Regions from separate parts of the Mus musculus genome. Here region 1 is linked to region 2. A link is a contact called in public HiChIP or PLAC-seq data. All regions are on one chromosome and are shown on one strand. Each heading gives the region's core, a stretch centred on a gene start, on an enhancer-like site or on the middle of the called end of the contact. The rest is flanking DNA. Distances are from core to core; before and after follow the strand shown. Region 1 has its middle 29 kb from the start of Gm13869. Region 2 has its middle 66 kb from the start of Gm13869.

Region 1 (3,642 bases), core at 837-3,336, 94 kb after region 2:
ACAACCAACAGATTGGAAAAAGATCTTTACCAATCCTACATCCGATAGAGGGCTAATATCCAATATATACAAAGAACTCAAGAAGTTAGACTCCAGAACCAAATAACCATATTTTAAAATGGAGTACAGAGATAAACAAATTCTCAACTGAGAGCCAGGCATGGTGGCACACACCTTTAATCCCAGCACTCAGGAGGCAGAGGCAGGCAGATTTCTGAGTTCGAGGCCAGCCTGGTCTACAGAGTGAGTTCCAGGACAGCCAGGGCTACACAGAGAAACCCTGTCTTGAAAAACTAAGAAAAAAATAAAAAAAAAAAGATTTCTCAACTGAGAAATACCAAATGGCTGAGAAGCACCTAAAAAAAAAAAAAAATGTTCAACATCCTTAGTCATTAGAGAAATGCAAATCAAAACAACTCTGAGATTCCACCTCACACCAGTCAGAATGGCTAAGATCAAAAACTCAGGTGACAGCAGATGAGGAACAACAATATGAACTAACAAGTATCTCCAGAGCTCCCTGAGACTAAACCACCAACCAAAGAGTACACATGGTGGGACTCATGGCTCCAGCTACATATATAGCAGAGGATGGCCTGGTTGGTCATCAATGGGAAGAGATGTCGTTGGTCCTATGAAGGTTCTGTACCCCAGTATAGAGGAATGCCAGGGACAGGAAGAGGGAGTGGGTGGGTTGGTGAGCAGGGGAAGGGGGGAGGGGAGAGGGGATAGGGGGTTTTCAGAGGGGAAATTAGGAAAGGGGATAGCGTTTGAAATGTAAATAAAGAAAATATCTAATAAAAATAATAATAATAATAAAAGACAGAGAGCCTAAGAAACTGGTATTGTGTTTCTAGTAACAGACATTTTAAAGAGAAAGGTGGAGCCAGGTTTGGGAAGAAACGAAAGTTGTATATTACAGTTAAAACACTAAATATACAGAGAAAATATGTTGAAAGCAAAAAGGAAGAAATACTAAGTTAGTGATAGGCAGGTCTGCACTGAGACAAAACTAACATTTTGTTTCTTAGTATGTAATTAAAAATATGAAGAACTATTGATAAAAGCTCTGGGTAGCTGTCAGAGTTCCTACAGTAATTCTTTACCTCTCCTTGCACACAGAAAATTCTGGATAAACTTAAAAGCAAAATTAAAAAGGCAAAAATTATTTTTTAAAAATTGTAAAACAGGACTGAATACCCGTATGAGCTCAGCACTGAAATGTCTTTTTCTGAAACACCATGTGAGAGAAAGAATTCATAAGGAAAATATTGATTAATTTTAAATGCTGCAATTAATAACCTTCTGCAAAGCAAAAGAGATCTTCTACAAAATAAAAGTTATACCAAGTCCTTCGTGTAGACACTTACAAATTACATAATCAGACGAGGCCCCTGACACATATGTAGCAGAGGACTGACTGCCTCATCTGGCCCCAGTGGGAGAGGATGTGCCTAATCCTGTAGAGACTTGATGCCCCAGGGAAGAGGGATGCTGGGGTGATGGGCACTCCCTCAGAGGTGAAGGGGAGGGAGGGATGGGGTGAAGAACTCTAGGAGGGGGTAGGGACCAGGATGGGGTGTAAATAAATAAAATAATTAATTAAAAAAAGAATCTAGAAGAGAAAAGGCCAAGATTTGAGCACTGGTCCTCTCTTGGCTCATGGGTTGGCTTTAGCTTTATTTTTTGTTTTGTTTGTTTTTTCTCTGCCTCCAGATTTCTTTTCCTTTAATTCTCCTTTGTTGTTCAGAAAGGCCAACTCATTTTTATGTTTTCTGAAAGCAGAACAATTAAGCCTTTTCTTCCTGTGGGGTGTGGTTAGCACGCATTCCTTTAGTAATAACAAGGGATGGAAGTCAACAAAATTGAATTTATTTTCTCCATTCAAGTGAGCTAGGCTTGGTGGAAAGTGGTTTTGGGGACTATGAAGATAACAATCTCAGAAAGGTCCTGACATGTGTGGACATGGCCTCACCCATGGTACTTTCCAGGGTTTAGATGGGAACCAGTTTCTGGCTATGTCACCACCTTAGAAGAAGTGAGAGGTGTTCCTCCGGGCAGCCGTCAGCATGGCATCCAGCTGAGAGTCCCTGCCCAACAGTGCAATGGTTTCTGAAACTCATGAGATCAGCAGCTTTTCATGATACCATGAGTCATCCCCAGGGCGCTGATTTCCAGGAGCCGAGGAGTGCCTTGAAGTGCTGGCTTCACCAGATGTTCTGGCATTGCCAACCCCAAGTGCCAAACCTGGCCCAAGACCAGGGATCACAAGGTCACCAACAGCCAGAATTTTCCTTGGGTTTCAGGTACACATTTAATGTTATCCAATTAAAATTCCACCTGGATATTTTTAAGTAACGTGATTATTGGAAATTTATATTGACTCACAGATGACCAAGACATTGACTTTAGGGCACATTAAAAACCAATAATAAAAATTTTGATATTGGATTAGAAACAAAGTAGCCAACAGAACAGAGTAGACAGGAGAAGATCAGCAGATGACAATAAGTAAACTGACCACCAATCCGCTGGGGGCAACACTTGGTCAACAAAGGTCAGTGGGAAACTAGGAAAGTCTAAGATGAAGAAAATTAGCTCCCTATCTAACTATACAAACAAGGGTGGGTTTAAGACTAAGTTATGTGTGAACCGTAAATGAAGAAAAATACCATTGTGACTTCTTAGTTGTACCCTGTGACAGAGAGGGAGGGATGGAAGGAAGGAAGGAAGGAAGGAAGGAAGGAAGGAAGGAAGGAAGGAAGAAAAGAAGGAAAGGAGGGAGGGAGGGAGGGAGGGAGGGAGGGAGGGAGGGAGGGAGGGAGGGCAGATGAAGGGAAGAAAATCAAAGGGGAGGGGAGAGAAGGAAGGAAAAGGAGGGGAGGGGAGCGAAAGAAGGGTGTAGGTGAGGATAAGGAGTCATGAGACCCCTTTTGCATTTTGAGGAGGAGGCAACATCCTGTGGTTCCACACACCTGGCCATATTCCCCAACTCAATTCTTTACAAACCCAAGAAGAGAGTGTCTACACAGTGTTCACTCTATTCACAGAACATTGACTACAACCAGCATGTCTACTGAAGAGGAGAAAGGCAGCTGATGGGAGCACCAGCCTTGGGGGACTATGTGGTAATGGGCAGCAGTGGACTTGCTGCAAATAGCAGTCTGAGGGCACTCTCACAGATGTCTCTGAGAAAAGTAAATAGATTGAGATACGCAATCAAACACAATTTGCATATAATTGAAATAAAGCACATGGAGAGAAGTATATATTCAAATGACATATTAGTGAAAAATCTAGTTCTATGCTGGACATGGTGGTACATGACTCTAATCTAGCACATGCAGGAGGATTGCAAATTCCAGGTTGTTTGGGCCTATATAGTAAGACCCTGCATCAAAAATAAGTAAATAAACGAGTACAAGACAATGGGTTACTTTTTTAAAGGACTGAAATGTGAGTCACAAGAATAAACACATATGGTTCATAAGCATGGGTATGGATATGGGAGTGAGTGTGAAAAAGAAAAGCAACTCTAAGCAAAATAGAAAGAATACTTTAGGAACCAAAGGAAGCGTGCTCCAGAAACTGCAGAGCAGGTTAGCTCTGCCAGTAAGCAGACTCTTGTCCTCGGTGTGTTCA
Region 2 (3,655 bases), core at 1,018-3,517:
TTTCTCTTATGTAACTAAATACCATAGTGTAGTCAGAGCTAAGTGTTTGAATAAAGTCTGCATGAATATGGGTCTATGAAATTTCTTCTTTCTATATTCTTCTAAGTTCATTCCCCTCCCAGGCAAGGAAGTTACTAGTCGGCCTTGTACTACCTTTCAGTGGCTTAACCCCTCCAATAGAAAGACAGCTCCCTTCCCCAATCATTTTGGCAAAAGCCCTACACTACAGGTTCATTAGCTTAGCTCTGAACAGTGCCTATTCACAAGACAGTGACTTTAGTCAGTGTGTCTACCAGATACGGTGACCTGATGGATCCGGCCTAGATGATGCCTTGAGCTCCAGAGGGAGGTCCCCCGAATCATAGTGAGAACTGTGAAAGGGAGAGATTCCCAAAAGAGGAGGAGGGATGTTCTTTGCTTGGTGGGCAAACCTCATGAGAATTATTATGACTCTATATGTATGAATGGCCACTTTCATTGTTATTTTTTTTCCTTTTAAAAAAAACAGGAAACAAGACTCTTATCTTGGACCACCCAGGAAACACTCCTGGGGTGGCTCTGATGCCACAGTGGACTGTTTGGAGTCAGCCTCCCTTGGTCTCTTGGGCCTCTCTTTCATCACTTTCAGTGTGGCTCTCTCACCTCCAACATGCAGGAATGCCGTGATACCTCTTCTAATCACACAAACCCACTCACAAGTCAATTCTAGAGACTTCTACTAGCACTGTCCCAGAGTTACCTGGATCCCATGTGACAACCACCAGGAAAGCAAGGGTAATGCTATACACAAAAATGGCATTTCAGGCATTGGAAATTTTTTCATTTGTCCCAAGAGAAGAGGGTCTCTGTGGACTTAGGAAATCATTCCACTGGTTTCACTGACCCACAGCCACAGCCAAGGTCATAGCCATCTAGCCCTGAGCAATCCCCTCTGAACGGAGGCGGCAATAGAAACAGGTGGCGCCGCGACTGGGCTGATTAAAGGCATTGTCGGGACTGTCTTGGGAAGAGGTGTGCAGGTGGCAAACCTTGCTTAATTATCAATGTTAAAGGCCCGTAAACTGAGACCTTGGGAGGGGAACATTCCTGCTTTGTCTCTGGCAGGCAGAAGGGGCTGGTTGGGGCCTGAGAGCCATTAACTTCAGCCATCCAGGCGGTTAGAGACACCCCCACTGGTAAATCTGCAGGCAGGCCTGCACGATGCCCTAGCAAGAAGAGAATGGCCCTCAGTACGAAAGAACCAGTTCTAGCCAGAGGCAGGAACAGCAGTTGTGGGATCTCACTGATGTTCTGTAATGTCAGGTTAGGCTGATAGGATATTTTACTGAGCAACAGGAATCCCAGCTCCAGTAACAGTACCCCAGTGTCAATAGTGAATGTAAATAGATTATCTTATAAAACAAGAAAATATGTGCACAGTGTCCCCACCTCCCCGCTCCTGAGCCCATGAGCTGTGAGACCACACTTGGCACCTGCAGGCTCCTCTCCCTTTCTCCCCAAACACACACAATGGTACCCTTTATGCACTGCCTGCCAGACTCCATGGGAAGGGCATGCTGTGTGTGCAGTTGGACTACAGTAGTACTGTGCGCGGTAATCATTAACCCGAAATGGCATTTACGATGATGAGGTGGTAGTGCGTGCTGCTCTGCCTTCATCCCTCCAGCAAACAGAATGTACTGACTTGAAACAGGTAGGACCAGTTATGGCCAGGCCCTCAGAGACACAGTGTTCTCCTGTGGAGTTAGCCATGCATAATGGGCCCATTGACTAGGGCAGCAGGTGCTTGCTTTCTGGATTGCTCCAATAGTCATTTGGGCTTTGAATTCGTAGGTGTGAGTTTCTATCCTTTTCTTTCTTTCAAGACTCACTGTATAGCCCAATCTGGTCTGGAATTCTGTCTACAGTCCATGGCAACCTCCAAATTGCAAACCTTCTACCCCAGTCTCCCAAGCACTAGGGACACAGGTACATACCATACCTGTCTACTTTGGAGTTCTCCTGAGCAGGGTTTTGCTCACTTCCTGGGAAAGAAATAACCCAAGGGTGGCACACACCTCTTTGAATGGAGCTGAAAGAATCAGAAGGAATCCACCAGGAGGAGATAGCCAGGCAGTCCCACTGTGGCTGAACAGAAACAGTTTTGTCCCCTTTGCACAAATAGCTTGAGGACAGAAAATCCTTAAGACTATCTGGGGATGAAGAGAGGAGAAGCAATGGTTAAGCAGATTCTCCAAAATCGCACAGTCATCCTTGACTGCAGTGTGGTTTCCTGTTTCTTGGATACTGACCTCTTTGCAAGCTGAAGTGACAAGGGTCTGTGCTTGGTGCTTCAGTGCTAAACAAGACTTCTCCCGTTCCAAGTCCAGGCACCGTCCCTTACTTGTGCCCCTCACATCTTACTTGGATAGAGAAGAAGCTGGGTGTAGCAAATAGAGCATAAGAAAATGGGTCCCAGCTCAGCTCAGTGGCCCTCGATGTAATGATAGATAGACCCTTTCCTACCCTTGAGCCTCAGCATCCTCACCTGCAGAGAGAAAGGGCTAAGGGCAGTAACTGCCACAGTACTTGCATTCAGCAGACACCCTCTACTCAGGTTCCCCAGTGTCCTCCCCACCCAGCATCCTGGGATGATAGGGCAAGGGGCAAGATTTCAAGTTTGGCAGAGAAGCCCTGAGAAACAGAGTAGGGTAGACCTTGTATTCCCCTCCCAAACACCAATTTGAGCCCCCCTCCCCCGCAAAAAGGAAGAAGTAGCCACTGAGGTCTCGAGTCGAGTCCATTTCATTTAACTCTTTATGGTCAGATCCTGTGTTTTTTGGATCTGGTGACCTGCCTAGTGTCACAGGGAGATTTAATGGCAGGTCTGTGTCCTGCTTGTAGCTAATTTTCCTGATTTCAGGGGCCCTTTGCTCACTAGTGATTGATTTGACTATACCTCTGTCAGCTATAGTAGTCTCAGCAACAGGAACTGAAAACACATAATTCCACAAACCATATGCAGCCTGAGCCCAGTGGCGCAGTCACCATAGGCATTACCTATATCAGCACATTGATTTCTAAGTTTCCAAACTATAGTGGGTATACTCCTCCAAGCTCCACACCAAAGCTGAGAGAATTACAGTCTACAAGTTTCAAGGTTTCAAATCTGAGCAGAATCTGCCACCTACGCAACACAGCCCACTCCTTGCTATGCGGAAGATAAAGACCCAGGACTTGGTGTTGGTCGCTCTTCTTACTGCCGGGACAAAATACTTGACCAAAGGCAATGTGAGGAAGTAGATTTCTTTCAGCTTACAGTTTAATAGTACAGTTTGTCATGATAGGGAAGTCAAGTCTGCAGGATCCGGAAACAGGTGGTCACATTGCATCTGTAAACAAGCAAAGGGGGATACAGGCTGCTTGGCTGGCTTTCTTCTTATTCCGTCTAGTACCCACCGTGGGTTGATGCCATGCAAATTCTTAGTGGGACTTTCCTCCTTAGTTAAACTTTTTCTTGAAATACTCTCAAAGATGCACCCAGAGGGGTATCCAGGATGATTCTAAATCCAGCCTGATTATCAATAAAGATTAACAATCACAGGCTTTGATTTAGACCCAAGGTATGGTTTTTGTTTTGCTTTGCTTTGTTAAGTGATCTCAGAATCCCAGAAAA

Evidence for each region. HiChIP or PLAC-seq counts read pairs in DNA pulled down with a chosen protein or histone mark.
Region 1: a contact with region 2 is called in an H3K27ac HiChIP or PLAC-seq map of bone marrow-derived dendritic cells, with 2.1 times the contacts expected there. The contact joins two enhancer-like sites. A contact is called at or near these places in 4 of 484 Hi-C or Micro-C datasets (the AML12 cell line, bone marrow-derived dendritic cells, macrophages and 1 more) and 2 of 115 datasets of contacts at active chromatin or transcription factors (bone marrow-derived dendritic cells and kidney).

The regions. Positions count from the first base shown.
Region 1 is chr2:103,237,170-103,240,811 of GRCm38.p6, forward strand. No RefSeq gene overlaps it. Among named protein-coding and RNA genes, the nearest start is that of Gm13869, 29 kb to the left of the region's middle. Within about 2 kb of position 2,087, at least 22 of the 459 cell types and tissues checked have an H3K27ac peak or open chromatin away from gene starts, as enhancers often do. A contact at or near this core is called in bone marrow-derived dendritic cells, where this site is marked.
Region 2 is chr2:103,142,989-103,146,643 of GRCm38.p6, forward strand. No RefSeq gene overlaps it. Among named protein-coding and RNA genes, the nearest start is that of Gm13869, 66 kb to the right of the region's middle. Within about 2 kb of position 2,268, at least 84 of the 459 cell types and tissues checked have an H3K27ac peak or open chromatin away from gene starts, as enhancers often do. A contact at or near this core is called in bone marrow-derived dendritic cells, where this site is marked.